2 separate regions of the Mus musculus genome follow, and region 2 is linked to region 1. Evidence: chromatin contacts called from public Hi-C data. All regions are on one chromosome and are shown on one strand. The core of a region is the stretch at or near the end of the contact, and the rest is flanking DNA. Distances in the headings are between cores, read along the strand shown. Region 1 holds the start of Gbe1 (glucan (1,4-alpha-), branching enzyme 1). Region 2 holds the start of Cct8 (chaperonin containing Tcp1, subunit 8 (theta)).

Region 1 (4,004 bases), core at 314-2,813:
AGGCTTGCATCTTCTGAGTGAAAAGTTGCCAGACTCCTCCCCAGTACTTAATTTAAAGTCACGACTAAGTACTGTAAGTGAGGATCAGCCCAGCTGGCTGCTGTAAGGAGGGTTCCTGTATTAGGATATGTAAACTCTGGAATGAGCAGTTTATAATGCCTACTGTTTTAGAATCTGAGAATATTGGTTTTCTAGAAAGTGACTTAAGTGAATACATTTAATAACATGACAAAGCTAGGTCGTTGAGCTTTAAGGGTCTTTGTGTTTTCAAGTCACATCAACCCATGTTCATAATCACCAATGCCACCAACTAGTTCTATGTTTTCTATGATTAAAAAAGAGTCTATCGACTGGTGCCAAGGTAGTTTTGATTTTTGTAGTATCTAGGCTTTAAAGAAGAAACTAGTATGACAAATATGACAAATTGACTGGTGCCAAGGTAGTTTTGATTTTTGTAGTATCTAGGCTTTAAAGAAGAAACTAGTATGACAAATATGACTGCAGCAAAATACTTGCAATCGACTCATAACTACTCTAATTTATATACTAGCTACTTTAATTTTCAATCTTAACCTGAGCAGATTGCAATTATAAATTTCTGATAAGTGGGAAGCCTGGTGGGAGAGGAGTTATACTTTTTGAATTGGGCTCTGCAAGTTAAGCCATCCATGCCCTGTTAACTCTCCTGGAAGCTAAGGTCAAACACCCGCAAAGGTCGCTCTTCGATGTTGGTTTAAGGGAGAAGAGATCTGACCAACGATTAAAGTGAAACGCAGATTAATGAACTCACAAGAGCAAACAGGAGGGTGCAAGATGTTGAAAGACTGCCTGAAAGACTGCACAAACGCTGCTCGGAAGTAGACTACAAAGTTGGAAAAGCAAAATCACACACGCCCTGGGTCACGACCACTGCAACTCCCAGGACCAGAGGGGGGTGGCCTGTGAGTCCCGGAAGCCGCTGCGTGGCTGCAGCGCTGCCTGTCCCAGCACGTAGGGGAGGACGCGCGGCCAGGGACTGCGAGCAAGTGAGCGAGCACGGGGCGGACGTGCAGCAGAAAAGTTCAGGAACTCCCCCGGGAAGCCGGAGCCACGCCCACCGCATGATTGGCGTGCGAGGGGGCGGGGCCGCGCGGAGAGGGGGGAGTCGGGCGGCGCGCGCGCGCACGCGGGAAGGCCGGCCGCAGGCGGAGGGCGGTGGAGGGGTTCCCCCGGGTACCTGCGCTGGAAGTCCGCGGCGAAGGGCTTCAGGTACGGGTCAATCTCCAGGAGTCGGGCCAGCTCCGGCACGTCGGCCAAGGCGGCCTCCAGACGAGCATCGGGGCCCGTTTCCCCTGCCGCAGGAGCCGCCGGCGCCGCCATCTTCGCCGCAGCAGCCCGAGTAGCCGAGGCCCGAGAGGGTCGAGTGGGCCGAGTGGAGTGCGAGCGGCAGGGCGGAGCCGGGCGAGCCTAGGCGAGCCGCCGGGGACTTGCCCTTTATAGCGGCGGAGCGGGCCAGGGTGAGCCCGGGACACACGTCCTCAGCGCGGGCCCCCGCCCACTCACGGGGCCGGCCCCTGGAGCCCTGAACTGTGCTGGCTGGCCACCGGGAGGCGGGTCTCACCAGTCCCTGTCCCTTCCCCTTCCTGCCCGGTGGTCACCTCTCCTCAAACACCTGCTCTCATTTCTGAGTTTTGTTTTTCCTAGGGCGATGGTTTTCAAAAAGTGGGAAATTCACCTGGACCACGGTTAAAAGTCGACAACGCGAAACTATTTAGAATCTTAATGTCATTTAACAACCCTACGGCCCTAACCTTAATGTGTCTCAAGAGTTTAACCAAGAGAGTCTTTAAAGATTTTTGCATAGATAAGCATGGATAGCCAGCCAGGTCCCTGAAGTCACAGTAAGAACAAGAACTTTCCTGGTTCCCTGTACTGAAATCAGGCATTTGTGTTTCACCAACCAAACTGTCTTTGATGAGACATGACTGGGAGAACATCATTAAAGTGGACTGCACTCTCCTGCTTAATCACAGTGATGAAGCAAAAACTTTTCTGGCCAAGCTCCCAAGTATAACTACCCTGTGTCCTTTCTGTCCAGTGGTTCCTTTGCAAGAATACAGAATGGGGGCTTGATGCCATGATGGCTCACTAGGTAAAAAGTGCTTGCCACAAGGCATATAACTGGAATTATATTCCCAGAACCCACGGTCTGGAAAGAGGAAACCAACTTTCAAATATTTTCCACCCTGCCACATATATACTGATACACAGACATACAAAAAAATTTTTTTTTAAGAATACAGATTTTGACACAAGGAGAAATGGACGCTGCTACTCAGGAGGCTGCAAGTTACTTTGCACCTCAAAACTGGACAGGCTTGAGTATAATTTTCTCAGTTGAAATCTGGAAATGTAAAATCCTATCGCTTCTCGGCCTTTTGGCTAAGATCAAGTGTAGTAAAATCTTAGCGTCTAGGAAGAAGGAACAGTATTGACCAGCCTTGGGATATAAACATTTAAAACAGGGTTTGTGATGAACTTAAGAAAGAAAAATATTCACTTCGATGTGAATAGCTAAAGGTCTTAGATAAAGGTATATATATATCTACAAATGGGGGGGGGCTTGAACCCAGAAATAAAGTACCTAGTAGACACCCAATTCTGTAACTTCATTTTTTACTTTCATAACTCTAAATTTTCATCACTTCACACTGAAATTTCCACTTGGCTGACTAAGAAACCTGAACCAACTATCTTCTTCATAGCATAAGCGTTCACCTGTTAAGGTAAAACCAAAGCACTGATTAGGAAGGGAAAAGGGAAGGGGTGAGAAAATAAAAATAAAGTTTTCCTGAATAAACACTACCTAAAATCAGCTTTTATCACTTTTATACAGACTGATAATCACCCATAAATTACCATTTTTACCCACTCCCTGTACCAGTATTTCCCAATGTGACCTTGATATGAGTCACCTAGTGAAAATGTGCATTCTGAGTTTGGGGTCCATGTACCAGAATATATTTTTAACTACGTTCAAGAGATACTGATGCTGCCAGTTTTACATAATTAGAATAGCTAAACTCTATAGTACACATCAAATAATCTCAGTAAAAATTTAAATGGCATGACGTTTCACTTAAGTGTGAAATATAAACGTGGCTTTCCTTAAAACACTTAAACAACCTGTAGTCACTACCTTCACTATCCAGTTCCCTTGTACTGTAGTGGCATGGCCCTTTCAGGATCTGACAGAATTCTGTGAGCACTGCAATTGCTACTCTTTTTGGGAATTCTCTTCCTTAGCTTCTCTGTGGCTACTTTCTTTCCAGCCATCATTGAGATCTCTGGTCTTAAAAGCCCCATTCTCTTCTATGCTACAGTAAACACAATGTAAGCTCTTTGTTAATCTTTAAAAGGCAAGCTTTATAAGAGCAGGAACCCAGTTTACCTCAACTTTCATACACCAGCCTCTTGCCCACATAGCACAGCTAAATGGGATTTTAAGTTCCACTGTCGTAATTATCACATAAGTCCATTTCGGGTGGAGCTGGAACACTGGAATTATTATTATTGATCAAATGCGCCTCTTTTATTTCTGGTGCCCAAGCAATCCCATTTGCTGCTGGCATTTAGGTTGTACCGCAATAAGACACAGCCATGGAGGAATAGCCGTCTAGGCAAAGTGTTTCTGAAATGGGGAATTGAGGTATTCAGGACAGAGAGGAATACAGGGAAGGAGGGAGAGGAAACTAGCCTCAGTGGTGTCCAGAGAAGCAGAGTACCAGGAACGGAGCAAGTGCCGAGGACCTGTTTGCTCTCGCAGATCTACAGTTAGAGGGATTTGAGGAGAAAACTGAGGGTCTGAAATACCCTCCCCAAGGATGCATCCAATCCTGCAGTGACTTGATGAGCCAGGGTGGAGGGTGATACCCAGGATACAGGCTCCCCTTTCTCCGAGGAGGAAGGGAGGAGGGTCTGTGTGAGAGGGTACTGGGAGAAATGGAGGTTGGTATTGAGATGTA
Region 2 (4,192 bases), core at 1,168-3,667, about 17 Mb before region 1:
ACATATACACATATACACGCACACACGCACACACATACACACACACACACACCCCATTGATCACCAATTGAGAAAAATGCCTTACAGTTGGATCTAACGGAGGCATTTTCTCAAAGGCGGCTCCTTCCTCTCTAATGACTCTAACTTGTGTCAAGTTGACACTCAAAACCAGCCAGTACATAGCGTTTAACCCAAATTACACAAAATTAACAAATCTCCGTTCAAAAGGAATAATTGGCAATTAAAAACTAAGTCTTTGATGAATTAACACATAGTTGATTGGAATTGCTTTTAATTCTTCCCATTTCCCACTTGTGCAAGGTCGACTTTTACTTTAAACTTTTGATGAAAATTTATCCACTGTCTTGAACTCGTTTAGTTTTTCAGGATCTAGTTATCAATTTTTGCCAAGATTTAGATCCTCTTAGTTACTTTTAACAAATCAGGTATAATTTTAAATCCCCTCTCACTATTTTGTGTCAGTTATACCCATAAGTGATGCTGAGACAACGGGTTTTAGTTTTTCCTAGCAAATCCATGAGGGAATCTTCGACTGTCTTACCTCTCAGGTGTCATGTACTTTGCAGACATAGAATCCACATAGAAGTTTAAACAGAGTCACCCAATGATTGTTTTTAATGGGTATCGTAGTAACCATTGATTGTTAATATTATAAATCAAACTATTTAACATTAATATAAAAATATAGCAGTGAACACTGAAGGCTAACATAACATTATTGAAAATGTCTCTCTTGAGGACTGATATTCTCAATTTTTTCCCCAAATATTTTATATGTGGCTTAGTGGACGACAAAGAGTGTAAGTGGCTCCTTGTGCTTTTCACATTCATACTGTGACATACTGAACACCCAGCAGGCCTTCACAGCTCCCCACAGGAAGAGGAGACAGCTCTGTATTACTATGAAAACACTTGCGTAGTCATGGGCCCTGAAAGGGCGTTGGAGAGCCTCGGAGGTGTCAAAACCAATCTTTGAGAACCACTGAACGTTTGCTCTGTCTTCCAATATAATTGGCTCACTTACCTTGTGTTCGGTGACAAGAAAGTATTTTCATGGTTACATTTTTTTTTCCTTTTTCTTTTCTTTTCTTTTTCTTGGATATTTTCTTTATTTACATTTCAAATGTTTTCCACTTTTCAGGTCTCCCCTTCGGAAACCCCCTATCCCATCCCCACTCCTCCTGCCTCCATGAGGGTGCTCCCCCACCCACCCACTCCCATCCTCCCACCCTGGCATTTCCCTACAAATGGTGCATTGAACACCCTAAGGCCTGAGGGCCTCTCTTCCCACTGATGTACAACAAGGCCATCCTCTGCCACATATGTGGCCAGTGCCATGGGTTGCTCCATGTTTAGTCTTTGGTTGGTTGTCCTGTCCCTGGGAGCTCTAGGGGAACTGGCCTGTTGACACTGTTGCTCCCTCCATGGGGCTCCAAACCCCTTCAGCTCCTTCAGTCCCATGGTTACATATTTAAAATGTTTAATAGAAAAAAAAATTGCAGTTGATAGTACGGTTGCAATTATGAGTCTGTCCCAATGTAAAGAAAATCTTAATTTCTCTATGTCCAACGACTCACCAAAGCGTTTCATATTTTTCTGCAAGGGCAGGAGATGCTTCCATTTTTTTGTATTTTTTTATTGTAAGAGTGTTTTACTTTCTCTATGAAGTTATTCTATTTACATAGAAATGTTTGTGAAAAAGATTCTGGGGGAGTAGAGAATATCTATATAGATATATAGATATAGATAAAGTGGTTAACTATTCCCACTTTGTAATCTGCCCATCTAGGGTAGAAATCGTCGCTGTAATATCTATTGGCCTGGTGACCTCTGCGTACCACTGAATTGTGGTTATCAACTTCCCTTCCATAAAATGGAGATTAATATTCATTCTTAAATTTGACCAATAACAAAGATAACTGCACTTAAGCAAACCGCTTAGCTCTGCTACGCACGTGCAGTCCACGCGTTGCAATCCTCCATGCTATTTCAAAGATCACCTTCGAGCCTTCAGTGCTTCCCAGTGACCAACACAGAGGATGTCCATTGGTAGTTTATAGGGGCGAGGGCGGGTGAGCTTGGAGAAGAAAAGGCTAACCTGCCCCGGTGCTGGGTCTGCAGGATTAAGTTTAAGTGAAGGATAAGACGTTGGGTGTCCGCCACCGAAATATCACAAGCCAAACGTCCTAACCAAAGTTTACTCATTAACTTAGGACAAGGGACACGAAGGGAGCATGCACGCTCTGGGTTCGGCCTGATCGTCCGCTTTGATCGGGAATCGGCAGATCAGGTCTGTCTGCTGGAACCTCTGGTTCTCGCGATATTTCAGAGACGCTGCAGGTTGAAGGGGCGGGGCGACCGGAAGTAGGGGGACGCGAGGCGGCGCCGAGGCCCATTCCCAGCAGGCAGTGCGCGGCGCCCCTTGCTTCCTCGGCGTCTCGGAGCGAGCGCGTGAGCGGTGGACTGCGGCCGAGCCATGGCGCTTCACGTCCCCAAGGCCCCGGGCTTTGCCCAGATGCTCAAGGATGGAGCCAAAGTAGGTGGCGTGGAGGGACTGTACGGTGGGAGGGTGGGTCTGCGCCTGTGGCGACCGCGACAGGCCTGCGGGCGGGCGGCCGCGCCGCGATCGGGATGGAGAAGGTTCTAGAAAGGGAAGCGTGCTCTGGATGCCGGCTCGCTGGAACTGGTGGGCATTTCTGTTATTCCCCCGGCGGCTTCGGGTTTGCATCCCAGCTCCCCACGCCCCTGTCTGCGGCATGGAGCCCACGGGCGCCGCCCTTAACGCGAGCTGGCGATGCGTTAATGAACTTGGACGGAATTGGTAACGGGTGGTTGGAGGGCCGGGGATTGTAGGATGGAGATGACACGAGTCCGGCATGGTCACTCCTGGGCCTGCCCTTGGTTGCTTCCTTCCAGACACGTCCGATCCCCACTGCTCTACTGAAAACTCTCCTCTGGACGTTCTGTTTCCTTTACCTTTTCTGAGTTGAGACCGGGCCGAAGGCTGTTAACTGTCTTTTCACTCTGACTGTCCGATGTCGTAGCCTACAGGATAAATGAAGCCCCACCCCAGATCGAATAGGCCGTAGTTTCAGGAGTGATTTTTTTTTTTTTTTTAAAGCGGTCACATTGCTTATGGAGCGATTTGTCCTGAGTTCCCCAAGCTGCCAGATAACGTTTGTTTTGTCTTTCATATTTTTACAAGTTGTAGAAATAGCGGATTCTTAGCAGTACAGAGAGGTGGTGTCCCCTTTGTAGTGATAACTGGCATACTGAATGGATGTCAGGGCTTAATGTAAGTTAGTAAGTTCTGCAAATGACACTGTTAACCTTTTGAGGGGTAGCAACAGCTTCCAGTTTCCATCTTTTCCTCCATCACTCTGGCTGAGGACATGATACATTTAAAGGATTTCTGTCACAGGCTAGCATTTCAGCACAGAGATACTTTGTGTAAATCGGTACTGATGGAGGCTATAGTGAAGACAAGTTTTTTTAAAGTACCCCCATCCCCCAAATTTAGGTTAAAAGCTAGTACTAGTAGGCTGGGATTGTAGTTTAATGGTAGATTGCTTTCTTGTGTTCAATCCCTGGAAAAGGCAGAAGGAAGAATAGTTGTTATTTAGCTAGGTGAGTAATAATCTGCCAAGTAGGAGCTATTGATTATCCCATTAGTTTACAGATAGGAAAGAGAGCCAGGCCCAGTGGGGGAAACTGAGGCTGTCTGATGACTGCCTGTGTGATCCTGGCTGTTTCTTAGAAGCATACTCAACAGAGGTATCCTGCGGTAGAAAACTCTTAACTTGGTTATCATGCCTAAGCAGACATTTTCTTTTTCAGCATTTCTCGGGATTAGAAGAGGCTGTGTATAGAAATATACAGGCCTGCAAGGAGCTTGCTCAGACTACTCGCACAGCGTACGGACCAAATGGTAATGACCAAGTTCAGGCTGTGTGGTGTGACTGTTAGCGTAGAGAGCGGGCCTCACGTGTTTTATGGTCGGTGGCATTGATGTGCCTCTCACTTTCAGTCAGGAATGCAGCTTTCTGGGAAAAGAGAAATTGGAAACGATGCTGTTACCCTGTTAGGTCCTAGGGAAGTCCAGCATCCTCACTAGTGGCCAGTACTATTGTGGAAAGGCTCAGCAGTCTGCAGAAAACAGCACGGCATCAGG

The links. A called contact is a pair of places that touch in the nucleus more often than the background predicts.
Region 2: a Hi-C map of uterus shows a contact between it and region 1, with 13 times the contacts expected there. The contact joins the promoter of Cct8 here to the promoter of Gbe1 in region 1. A contact is called at or near these places in 3 of 484 Hi-C or Micro-C datasets (CD4 T cells, CD8 T cells and uterus).

The regions. Positions count from the first base shown.
Region 1 is chr16:70,311,508-70,315,511 of GRCm38.p6, reverse strand. It overlaps Gbe1 (glucan (1,4-alpha-), branching enzyme 1), which reads right to left and starts at 1,563. Exons shown (of 16, transcript NM_028803.4): 1 at 1,217-1,563. The coding sequence starts at 1,359.
Region 2 is chr16:87,494,094-87,498,285 of GRCm38.p6, reverse strand. Cct8 (chaperonin containing Tcp1, subunit 8 (theta)) reads left to right here and starts at 2,417. Exons shown (of 15, transcript NM_009840.3): 1 at 2,417-2,557; 2 at 3,859-3,949. The coding sequence starts at 2,498. It overlaps B130034C11Rik (RIKEN cDNA B130034C11 gene), which reads right to left and starts at 2,213. Exons shown (of 3, transcript NR_040375.1): 1 at 1,977-2,213.